4 separate regions of the Oryzias latipes genome follow, and regions 1, 2 and 3 are each linked to region 4. Evidence: chromatin contacts called from public Hi-C data. All regions are on one chromosome and are shown on one strand. Each heading gives the region's core, a stretch centred on a gene start, on an enhancer-like site or on the middle of the called end of the contact. The rest is flanking DNA. Distances are from core to core; before and after follow the strand shown. Region 1 has its middle 23 kb from the start of irx6. Region 2 holds the start of irx3 (iroquois-class homeodomain protein IRX-3). Region 3 holds the start of irx6 (iroquois-class homeodomain protein IRX-6). Region 4 holds the start of irx5 (iroquois-class homeodomain protein IRX-5).

What was found. Hi-C and Micro-C count contacts between places; a contact is called where the count stands out from the background.
Region 1: a contact with region 4 is called in a Hi-C map of embryo, with 3 times the contacts expected there. The contact joins the enhancer-like site here to the promoter of irx5 in region 4. A contact is called at or near these places in 5 of 5 Hi-C or Micro-C datasets (embryo, fibroblasts and gastrula embryo).
Region 2: a Hi-C map of embryo shows a contact between it and region 4, with 4 times the contacts expected there. The contact joins the promoter of irx3 here to the promoter of irx5 in region 4. A contact is called at or near these places in 5 of 5 Hi-C or Micro-C datasets (embryo, fibroblasts and gastrula embryo).
Region 3: a contact with region 4 is called in a Hi-C map of embryo, with 3 times the contacts expected there. The contact joins the promoter of irx6 here to the promoter of irx5 in region 4. A contact is called at or near these places in 5 of 5 Hi-C or Micro-C datasets (embryo, fibroblasts and gastrula embryo).

What each region holds. Positions count from the first base shown.
Region 1 is chr3:28,989,268-28,992,086 of ASM223467v1, reverse strand. No RefSeq gene overlaps it. Among protein-coding and RNA genes, the nearest start is that of irx6, 23 kb to the left of the region's middle. Within about 2 kb of position 1,511, at least 2 of the 8 cell types and tissues checked have an H3K27ac peak or open chromatin away from gene starts, as enhancers often do. A contact at or near this core is called in embryo and gastrula embryo, where this site is marked.
Region 2 is chr3:29,355,101-29,357,902 of ASM223467v1, reverse strand. It overlaps irx3 (iroquois-class homeodomain protein IRX-3), which reads right to left and starts at 1,517. Exons shown (of 2, transcript XM_011493347.3): 1 at 997-1,517; 2 at 1-472. The coding sequence starts at 1,215.
Region 3 is chr3:29,011,870-29,014,569 of ASM223467v1, reverse strand. It overlaps irx6 (iroquois-class homeodomain protein IRX-6), which reads left to right and starts at 1,294. Exons shown (of 7, transcript XM_011493316.3): 1 at 1,294-1,877. The coding sequence starts at 1,812.
Region 4 is chr3:29,154,051-29,156,750 of ASM223467v1, reverse strand. irx5 (iroquois-class homeodomain protein IRX-5) reads left to right here and starts at 1,374. Exons shown (of 3, transcript XM_004067314.3): 1 at 1,374-2,029. The coding sequence starts at 1,787. It overlaps LOC105357891 (a long non-coding RNA gene), which reads right to left and starts at 1,254. Exons shown (of 5, transcript XR_911697.3): 1 at 866-1,254.

The DNA of each region.
Region 1 (2,819 bases), core at 262-2,761, 160 kb after region 4:
AAATATGTATTAGAGCTGTTTTAAAAGGTCAGAAAACAATTTACAGCAATTAGCCAATTTCTCAATGGGCTGCTTTTGCACATATTCTGTTCTTGTTTTGGACAATTCCTTTTAGCCATCTATCCATTTTTCAAAGCCACTTAATTCCTTTAATGCTCAAAGTGACTAGAACCTAAAGCAAGGTACATCTTGGATGGGTTACTGGTACAATTTCTTTCTTCTTGTACATATATACAGTACAGACTAAAAGTTTGGACACACCTTCTCATTCAAATGAATGGGAAGGTGTGTCCAAACTTTTGGTCTGTACTGTATGTTAATATGAATTTATTTACCTTTTTTTCATATTCTTCTTTTTTTCTTGTAAATGCTGCTGGTAATGTTTTAGTTTTACCCATTAACGTTAGCACAGTATATCTTTAGTCTACTAAATTTCAAAGCTGAAGGTCACAAAGTCTATTATTTCTTTAAGTATAAGTAATTATAGAGAGGTTATATGATGATTAAATCCTGTTTAAGGCATAATTACAAAAATACAGTGCAGTGCACCGAATCATTAGACAGCATTGTCAAGTAGACAATCAGGGAACAAAGCCTGCAGACACCTGCTGCCTGGGGTGTAATTTCCTTAAACACCACCGTAACAGAGGGTGCAACACAGAGACAATACACTGCAACCAACTCATGACTGACCAAGCTCTGAGGCGGCCACCTAAATTTATAGGTGTTGCTCACCATATTACACTGGAGAAGCAGGCTTTTAAAGTAAACATGTGATTTTCTGGGGCGCCAAAGTCCACAGGTCTGCTCATTTAGTCTCTAATCCAACTGTAAATTTCAAGCCAGGCCGTCTCTTGTGGTTTGTGCTGTGAGCTATTGCTTACCTGTTGTACTTTCTTCTAGTGTGCCTTAAAAGTGAAGTTACTGAAACACTAAAGAGTAAAACATCCATTTTTGCCTGTTTTTTGATTTGATGAAAAACTCACAGTGTTTGAGTGAATGCATTACCATGCAAAATGAGAAAATATACATATTTCTTTTGAAAAATAAAAGAAGTAGGGTTTACTTTTTAATCTAAACACACCTCTTTTGTGATTGGTTCATGCCACTGAGTTTATACAAACACAAGATAACTCAAGCACTCTTCAACACGTTCCCTGTCAATGTCCTAACAGTATTTCACAGAAAGAAAAGTGAAATCAAATACGTTTAATGAGCCTTGATACTACTTATCACACCGACAGTTCATTTATACACAACTCACAACAGTCTATCTCTGAGAGAGGAAACCTGATTCTCTGTTCAGAACAAAGTGGAAAAACACATGCAGCATGAAGAGAGAATCAAACGGAGACCGATTTAGAAATTCAAGGGGATCAAATGGTAGCTTTATTAGTAGTTGAAGCTGTGGGGATAGTTGGAATGAAAGCCCGGTCTGTGTTCAGCCGAACTGGCTAGGTCAGGCAAGACACTCAGCGAGAGAGCACTCAGGAATGTAGGAGCCTTCACACCATCAACCAAACCCTTTCAGGTCATCCCATCCCCCTTAGCAGTACCAAACCACTGCTCTAATGTCTTTCCTAACAGGTACAGTGAACAGGAGGACAGCCAGGTAACCCAACGCTGATGGGATCACTCGGCCTCTTTGCAAGCAGGGCGGTCATTTTTTGTGATCATCATGTTAGCACGGTCACTCATGAGATGGCAAGCTTTTAAGTGAATGAGCTAAAGGTATGGGAACGACATCGCTCCTTGCAGCAAATGCAGGTGACGACAATCCAGGTCAAAGATTAGCTTGCGTCTTGCGGGGATGTGTGGAGCAAATCCAATATTTGCAGCAGGGACAAAAAGTAAAGCAGGCCAAAGAGGATATCATTCATAATTACAAGGCTTAGTCAAAGCAAATGCTCCCCTACAGAGAACTGCAACAATGGCCTTAATTACATTTTTTCTACAACCCTACCTCAAAGTAAAAAAAAAGAAAAAAACAGGGATGACAAATTTGGCATAGGGATTTCAGCTCATGGCTACTCTTGGTGCCAAATTCACTTTTTTGCTGGTTGGCAAGACAAATTATATTAACATTCTGCTTAAGAACTCTAAAACCTTTTGGCTACTTACCAACTTGCCGGTGCCAGTAACTTCATTAAAGAAAAAAATGCTTCTAGGAAACCTTTTCTCAGTTGCAATTACAAACAAGTACCTTCATGGAGCCCCCCGTCATGGGTGGGCTTGCAGCCCAGGGGCCACTGGCAAGCAGACAACCGATCACTACTTTCAATTGAAAACCAGTTCAGAGAATCCAGCTCAAGTGACTGCTTTGATGCTGCTAGCATCATAGTTTAGCCTTATTGTGTACTTTTTTATGCAATAAAAAGCAAACTGTGACCCATCCCTACCACCACACACGCTGAAAGACCAAACGATGAAAAACTGTCATCTCTTGGACTGACCACCTGGGCTGACCCAGCCAGAATGTGTAAGGTAAGCACAACAGAAAGCTTACACATTCCTCCTAAAGGTCTGAGTCTCTGCTTGCCGTCACTAATTATAAAAATGAAAGTCTCCCTGAGCTGCTTTTCCTAATTAAACATGCCGAATTTGCAATTCATAAGTGTTTCACAAAGCTGGCAACACTTACAGCTTTCCAACTCCTTATAGGCCCCAAAGATGTGGGCAGGCACATAATAACAAATTAATTTAGAGGAAAACTGTATTATTATTTATTATTATTATTTTGAAGGGCGGCAAACTTTTACATTACAGACTTTGAAAAGTCAGCAAATAAAAATGTTTTCATGTAAAAAAAGTAGACATTG
Region 2 (2,802 bases), core at 268-2,767, 200 kb before region 4:
TGCTGTCTGAATGCAGGTCATCCTGGTCGTCCAAGTCGTCCTTGTTCTCAATATTTTCCGTGTCGATGTTCTCCAGGTCGATTTCCTCCTCATCCTCCCTCTTGTCCCCCTCCTCCCCCTCGTGATCGCTCGTGTAAACATTCCCCTCTTCATCGGTGCGGTTCCGCGGGGCCCAGGTCATCTTGTTCTCCTTCTTTAGCCTCCTCCTGGCGTTGGCGAACCAGGTGGACACCTGGGTGAGGGTCATTTTGGTGATGATGGCCAGCATGATCTTCTCGCCCTTGGTTGGGTAGGGGTTCTTGCGGTGCTCACTGAGCCAGGCCTTCAAAGTGCTGGTGCTCTCCCTGGTGGCATTTTTGGGTCTGGACGGGTCACCGAACTGATATTGACCATATGGGTAAAAAGCGGGGTGGTGGTGGGCAAACCCGGGGTGCTGGACGCCGGGACTGTCTTTCAGTTCATACTGAGCCCCCTGCAAAGACAAAGAGCCAGAGGGGTTAGCAAGAACATAAGACACTTACTTTGGAATTGTTTAGCAGGAGAAAATAATCATGTGAAATGATGATTCAAAGGAATAAAACTGCACGAACTTCTACTAAGAAAGTAAACATTTAATGAATTTATTTTTTAAATAAAATCTCTGATAAATAAATCAATATTTGGACTAAATTGAATTTTTTTAAGCCAACACTTCACTTTTCCCTTTAACTTTCGTAGATGATTGTCTTTGTGGAAGGCTGGTACTTCAGTAGCAGACTGTACCATTTTCTTAACTCGTTGTTAGCATTTCTGGAAATTATGCACAAAGCAGAAACGTTACGCTCGACGTGTTAATGCGTCACTTTTTAACAGCCAATTTTCTCAAAACGACAAAGTTCAGTGCTCCGAAAGTTTGGCCAAGAAATGCGCACCGGAAAAAAAAAGAAAAGTTCCACTTATTTTCAGCAGAAGTTGAGGAGAAACTTAAGAGGAGACAAAAAAGAGAGAGACACTCACCAGCTGGTTGAAAATAGATATATCGTTTGTGTAAGGGAGGAAGGCTCCGTAGCCCTGCGCGGCTGCGGCGAAAGGAGATCCGTACATAGTGGAGAGGACGTTGGAGAGTGCGCCAGACGGACTGAGCTCTGTCCCAGCTCGGGCATTGCTGGCGATCCCTTGGCGCTCCGGCGGGTATATCGGTCGGATGTACTGATATCCCAGCTGAGGGAAAGACATGTTGGTGGCAAAAAAGAGGGAAAAGTCTGCTGCAACCTCACAAAGCAATGGAAATTGCCTCGATATCCACTTTTACAGTGTGAGCATGTGCGCAACAAAAGGTGCAAGCACGGGAAGTCTATATTTCCTCGGGAACAGCCAGTGTAAACGATCCGGTTGCGCCCCTTATTTCTTCCTCCTTTTCTTCTTTCCACCCTCACTTCCCTATTGATCTGGATGGACTAAGGTCAGGTCCTTACAGATTGCTTTAGATTATTGGGACTCCCTTGCTCAGATTGACATTTCTAGTCGTTTAGAAGCCCCTCCTATTTCTCAAATCTCACCCCTCTGCTACAAACTGCACACCAAACAGCGCGCGCGTTCTCTCTCTCTTCTTCCCTCCCTCTGCTCCTTCCATTCCTCCCTCCCTCCCTCCCTCCTTCTTTCTCTCCCTCAGATAAGTGCAGACGTAGCGAGCTCTTATTTGAATGGAGTTTCAAATCTCATTTTATGGATCGCCAATCTATTTCATGCGCTAAATGAGCGCCTGTCCCGTCACCGTTTTTCGGGAGGACATTTGGACATTTTTGCCACAAAAGCTAAAAAAAAAAGTTTTAAGATATATATTTTAATTATTTTAAAATGATTTTTTAAATTATAAAACTCTTATGATTTAAATAAAAAAAATAAAAAAAGGATACATGTCATTTCTTAAAATAAAAAAAGTATATTTGTAAGTACATATAAAATAAAACATGTACCACAAAAAAAACCAAAAAACTAATAGTAAAAACTTCCAAAAAATCTATCTGGTCCAGAATCTCACCTTTCCCCTTTCTTTTCCATGATCCCCCTGTTCCTCTGCTGCAGTTTGGAGGAGTCACGGACCCGCGCAAAAGCGGAGAAAAGTCCTTCTTTAATTTGGGACATCAAACGGCTCGCGTGCAAGCGCTCGACATCAAAGAGAGCCGTTGATGGGCACGTGACGCCGTTAATGAAGAGTCGGTGTAATGTGGCGACAGTGATAGCCTGACTGATAAACATTTCAGTGGATTGGGATGGAAACATGTTTATTCTGGGAAACAACATTAAGATTCCAAGTAACTTAAATCAATAGAAAAATACAAATATTACAATAATAATAATAATAATAATAATAATAATAATAATAATAATAATAATAATAATAATAATAATAATAATAATAATAATTCGTGACAGATTGTTCCACGCACGGCTTAGATTCAGAAATAATTTGGGGATATTAAAAGTGCTACATGGTTGATCTTCTGAAGAACAACACGCTCTTTCAGACAGAGCGCGATTTGAAAATTTGGAGGCAACCTGGTCTTTCTTGTAAATAATGCGGATTAAAACAAAACAAGAGAGTCAGAATTGAATTTCCATGAATCAAAAAGTGTGTGTGTGTGTGGTGAAGGGTAATCATAATCGCATTTCGACCCGTCTTTGTATCAGCATCTGCTTTGTTAATCGTTTGCAAAACAAGCGCAGAAGTTAAATTATTATTTCACGCACCGTATCCGGATCTAAGCCTCAGAGTCTTATTGACAGCGCCATCAAATCCCATCAATCTCAGTTCAGGTCTGA
Region 3 (2,700 bases), core at 45-2,544, 140 kb after region 4:
TTATTTTTAGCTGAGGATAATTTGTAACTTTTTTGTAGAACTCACCTTTAAATTGAATACAATAATCAGCATAAAACGCATTCAATATTTCACCTTCAAGTTGTATGTTTAACAAAAAAAGTAAATATAAATAGGAAGGCATATATAGAATGTTGAATTAAGTTTGGTTTGGTATGATCCAGAAAGTTTCTTGCAGGACCAAAGTTATTTCTTCCTGAGCAAAGGCCTGGAGTGGATGAGAGCTGCAGTGAAAGCTTGGGGAAAAGAAACTGACCACTCCGTCCACTTCATCTCTGTGGAAAATCTTTCACAGGCGATTCACGTCTCGTGCTCGTGGCCCTTTGGCGCCCCTTGGAGAGAAAGGCCGTAATCGCAGACGGTCTCCTGGGGGAGTGTCAGGGGCAATTTGGCGCACGGCCTCAGCAGGAGCGGACCACGTGACTCCTCCTCAGCAGAGATCATCATTGCTGTCAGTGACAGTATAAATACGTGTAGGCTGCAGGGGGAAATGAATGGACCCTCTCCTCACAGGCTGTCCCAGCTCAGCACAGTAGAAAAGCACAGCTGGTTTGTGTTTATGGGGAAGAGTGAGGGCAGCAGTGATGACTGAGCTGCTGATCTAATAAGGCTTAAAATCATTTCTCCTTTCATTCAGTGAGAGGCAGCATCATTCCTTCCCCATCTTTCATGTGCGCATCATTCAATTAAAATGCAATTCTCGTCGCCCCCTTGCACGGATATTTAATTAGACTTGGGAGCATGGCTGCTAATATCTATTTTTTCCCCCGCACAGCTCTTCTGATTTCAGCTCAAAGGCAAATTCTCACCCTGTTACTCGTTGGTTAAACAAGGGCATGTATCCATTTGTTAATTGATACAATTACGCATTACCCGTGATGGTCACGTAGGTCTCCAGGCACGCATCAATCACGGGTCTATTGACCTGCCAAAAAGCGCTCTAACCGTTTCTGTTGGGACTGCCCCTCTTTCTAATAGAGAAAGATAGAAACATCACCGTAATTAACTCCAGGGTGGACCTGTGCTCGGGAGGCAGAGGCGAACTGAGGTCTAAAGAATAAAAAATAATAATAAAGAAAAAGAAAATAATCCGTTTTTTTTTCTTCAAAATAAACTTTTCTTGTTTTTAGAAAAAAAAAATCTTTATGACTCTGAAAACCTGTTTTATTATGTTTGTTCATAATAATTTTTTTACTGGCTCACAGATGCTTTTACTCTTAAGTGATAAATAACAGTAGTTCGATATTTCAAAAAATATAAAGGCTATAAAAGGAAATACTTCTCCTTTTGGTGGAAAAAAGGGTGAGGGGGAACAAGAAAGTGTACAGTGCACCTCAAGAAAAGCCTGCGCTGGTTGTGATTGGCAAAGACATTATTCTCTCCTTGGTACCCTGCCGTTCCGGGATTACAATGACGTCACGCTGATACCCTTGCATGGATGAATGCTAAAGAACTATAGAGCCACAAATAATAGCACAAGCAGAGTCCATATCTTAGAGGACTTACGTTATCCTTTAAGCCTCCTACAGCTAACACAACAACACTTTTTCTATATATTTTTTTCATTGTTTTATTTTTGCACTTAATGACGCTTAATTTAATTTATCATCGGGTCCTAGGGGGGGGATTATTCATTCATATAAAACAATCTGCAGCTGGTGCCTGCCTAAAGTCTTCCTCCTTTGAGTCAAGTCATCTATTATTGAGCGAAAGGCCGTGCGTGGAAATGTGTGGAAGACTGTGGATTTGAAGTAGAATTGGTTGCAATCGATCAAGGGTGAAGAATATTCTTGATGGTAACAAAAGAAGCAGCTATGTCTTTCTCGCAGTTTGGATATCCTTACAATGCAACTTCACAGGTAAGACCATTTCTAAAAATTGTTTTCAATGTTATGCTTGAGGCTATAGAAACGATAGAATATATTTTATTCACTTTAAGAATGTGTTTTTGAACAAACAGTAATAAGCCATATGCTGCTTCTTGTAGAACTTGTGCGTTCCGTGGAGCTTTTGTAATTAGAGTAAATATCCACATACCTGCGCGCATCCGTGTCCAATTACACTGAATTATGAATGAACTCACGTGTTTTTACGATGACAATAGAGATGAATGTCACCGACTGCGCACTGTACAAACTGGAATTGGGCTTTCACTTAAAAAAGTTGTATCATTATTATTACTATTTTTTATTAATTGAAATTGAAGAAGACGCAGCAGTGACGAACTTTCCTAAAGCTTTATCAGCAGGCAAAATGTATTGTTTTTAGCTGTTTTATAGAACTTATTTGGGTAAGTTCAACTCGAGACAGAAGTTCTCATGGAAAACTTAGGTGACAACTTTTTAGCAGTGAGATTTTTCAGCTTTAAACAGATTGCATCACATTTTACTTTTTTAAAAGATGTTTGGTTTTTTTTGCAAAACTTTGATCTCAATAATATTTTTTAAAAATGCTGGAGCAGTTGGATTTAGCGCATGCATTCTGCAAAACTCCACAATCTCTTAAAGTTTATCTGTGACCATGCGGTCATTTATTTTATGTTATTAAAAAAAAAGAAAAACAGATAATGTTAATGGTGCTGCTGTCCTGGAAAAAACTTACCTTGAATCATGAAAGGTTACAAGGAAATGAAACAAAAGCTTACGCAGAATAAATTATATATTTTAAAATTAACCAAAATGT
Region 4 (2,700 bases), core at 125-2,624:
ATCACTTTTATCTCATTAGGCTATAAAGTAGGGCTGCTTTGTGTATGAGTCCTTATCCCCCCCCCCCCCCACTCCCCACATCGTTCAAGTTTTTTTTTTCTTCTTCATTTTTTAATGTGTGAGTGTGTTTCCAGTGTAACGGCGTCATCATTCTTTGCTCTCTTGAGGCTTTTTTTCAGAGCGTAAGAAACACGTGACAGCCAGTGCACACACTCTTTAGCAGCGCCTACAGCGATCCCTTTCGGCTTATCTAAGACTTGAACTGTGGAGTCAATCACCTGAATAAAAACGGCTTTAAGATGCCTGAAAAAAATGCCTGAAAGATGACAATATTTGTATTAAAAAAGAGAGCTTGTCCTAATATCTGTTTAAATATCACATGTTAAAAACAAGCAATTAACAACAATTACTAATAATTAATAGTCATAATTTTGTAAATAACATAGCTATGTTTGACATAATAAAATGCAGTAGCTATGCATGCGCCACGGTTTTAAACAGTGTTTATATTTATACTGTTTAGATTTTCAGAAAAAAAAAAAAAAAAGATTTGTATCTGCCGCGATCAAATGAGATTAGAGCCACTAGTCCATGCGGATTTGGTGTAGATGGCACTAATCTGCCCCGGTTTGAGGGTTTTATGACTTTTTGAGAGCCTGTATCTGAGTGGTTTATTCTCGAATCCATTGAGGAAAAAAATATTTAGCCTCATCCACCACAGTAAATCAGTTAAGCACAACCGATGACGCGCAAAACCACATTTCCACAAATCCAAACACAAAAAAAAAACTTTCTACTTGCTTAAGCTTCATTATTTGCTCTGTAACTTTCCTTATTCTAACTTCTCAATCGACATGTGTCTTACCGAATAACGTTCAGCTGCCGTTGGAGAGTCGGCGTGCGCAACTGTTGTAATCCACGTGAAAAGCCGCAGAACATCAGTCTGTTGATTTAAAGCACTTTTTTGCGGTGACATTTTTTTCTTTTTATTTGTTTTTAACGCGCAGAAAGACCAATAAAAAGAGCGCACTGCTGTGGTGCTCCCTCTGAATTCCTCCAAGCCCACATCCTGGCGCACAGCAGCCGATTTGTTATTGATCAAGTGTGAAAGTCGGGACTTCTGTTTGTTCTGTTGGGAAGAAAAGGAGCAAAGTTGGTGGACTCGCATGACGTCGTCATCCAAATGGGGGGGCTGGCAGGCGAACTTGAAGCTTACTGCATCGAGGCTTGTTAAAGAGGCAAAAAACAGAGAAACACAGAATGAGAAAGCTTGTTAGTTAACGCGAGAGGAGGGAGGGGTGAGGAAGAAAGAGAGGGAGACAGAGCGGGCATGGATTTGGGTAGGGCTGCGGTTCCCCAGCATAAGCTCTCCTTTCCCTTCGGTGACTACACCCAGAGAGGAGGAGCGTGGAGCGCAGCGTAGTAGGCGTCAGGATCCTCAATTTCCAACTTAGCATCTTGGCAGGACATTTTCCCAAGCAAAACCCCAGTCAGACGGGTAAAAAATAAAAGTTCTGCACTGGAATGAGAGCGGCGGTCCAAGTCCGGTGAAGGAGCAGCAGAAAGACGAAACGACACTGAACGTCCGACGGAGAGTTGCTGCCTGCCTGAAAAGCTTGTTTTGATTTAAACAGTCTAGCTGACTTCACCATTGTCACTTCGGAGCGGACGGGCAGCTGGTCTGCAGACACGCAGCTCTATGCGCTCCGACAGCAGCGCCTGAGAACATAATAAGGGGGAGAAAGTGCGCAAGTTAAGTGGCTTACACTCTCCGGGCTCCAGCAGCATGGCGTATCCTCAGGGTTACTTGTACCAGCCGTCCGCTTCTTTAGCCCTGTATTCATGCCCTGCGTACAGCACCAGCGTCATATCGGGACCCAGAACTGAGGAACTTGGGAGATCCTCCTCGGGATCTGCGTTCGCGCCCTATGCCGGATCTACTGCGTTCAGCAGCGCCTCGCCAGGCTACAACTCCCACTTACCGTACAGTGCAGACGCGGCGGCAGCTGCCACATTCACCTCGTACGTGGTGAGTAAATTAAAGGTGATTATTCCGTCTCTGACGAGCAGTAAAAGCGAGGAAAACAACTCTAAAAAGTGTCGAGCGAGTGAAATTTTAGGTTTGGGAAGAGACGTGCGCGTCACGGAGGAGCGCATTTACTTCAAATCACTGAATGGAAAAATTCAGAAAACAAGTTTCACAGAAAAACAGCCTGGTTCCCTCAGCTTTGTGCTTTCATGACCTTCTGTAGCGTTTTTTAAATTATTTTTTCAAAATCAAAGAAGTCTCGGAACTCTATGAAAAACAGAAACACGCCCTCATGGCAGCCCACGAGAGCTTTTTCCACTTTTATTTTTAAGCCAGACAACTGTCAGATTTTAGCGTCTAAGCAAGAAGTATATTTTCATATTTTAGTTGGACTTGGTTTGTTTTGCTTGTATTTGTTGACGCTCTGTGTCAACAAAATATCTCAAAGACTATTTGTTTCAGGCCTAACGGCTATAAAATATAACTGTGAGAAACGATAATAAAATAAGGCTCCATTGTGCCTGGCCTTACGTATCATCGCAGGATAATTTATACATTTATTAATCAAACATTTTGAATTTCTCTAACCAAAGAAGATTTAACGATACAATTTTGAAATAAAATTACAATAATAGGAAACTGAAATAAATAATAATGTTTAAGAGTTGGAT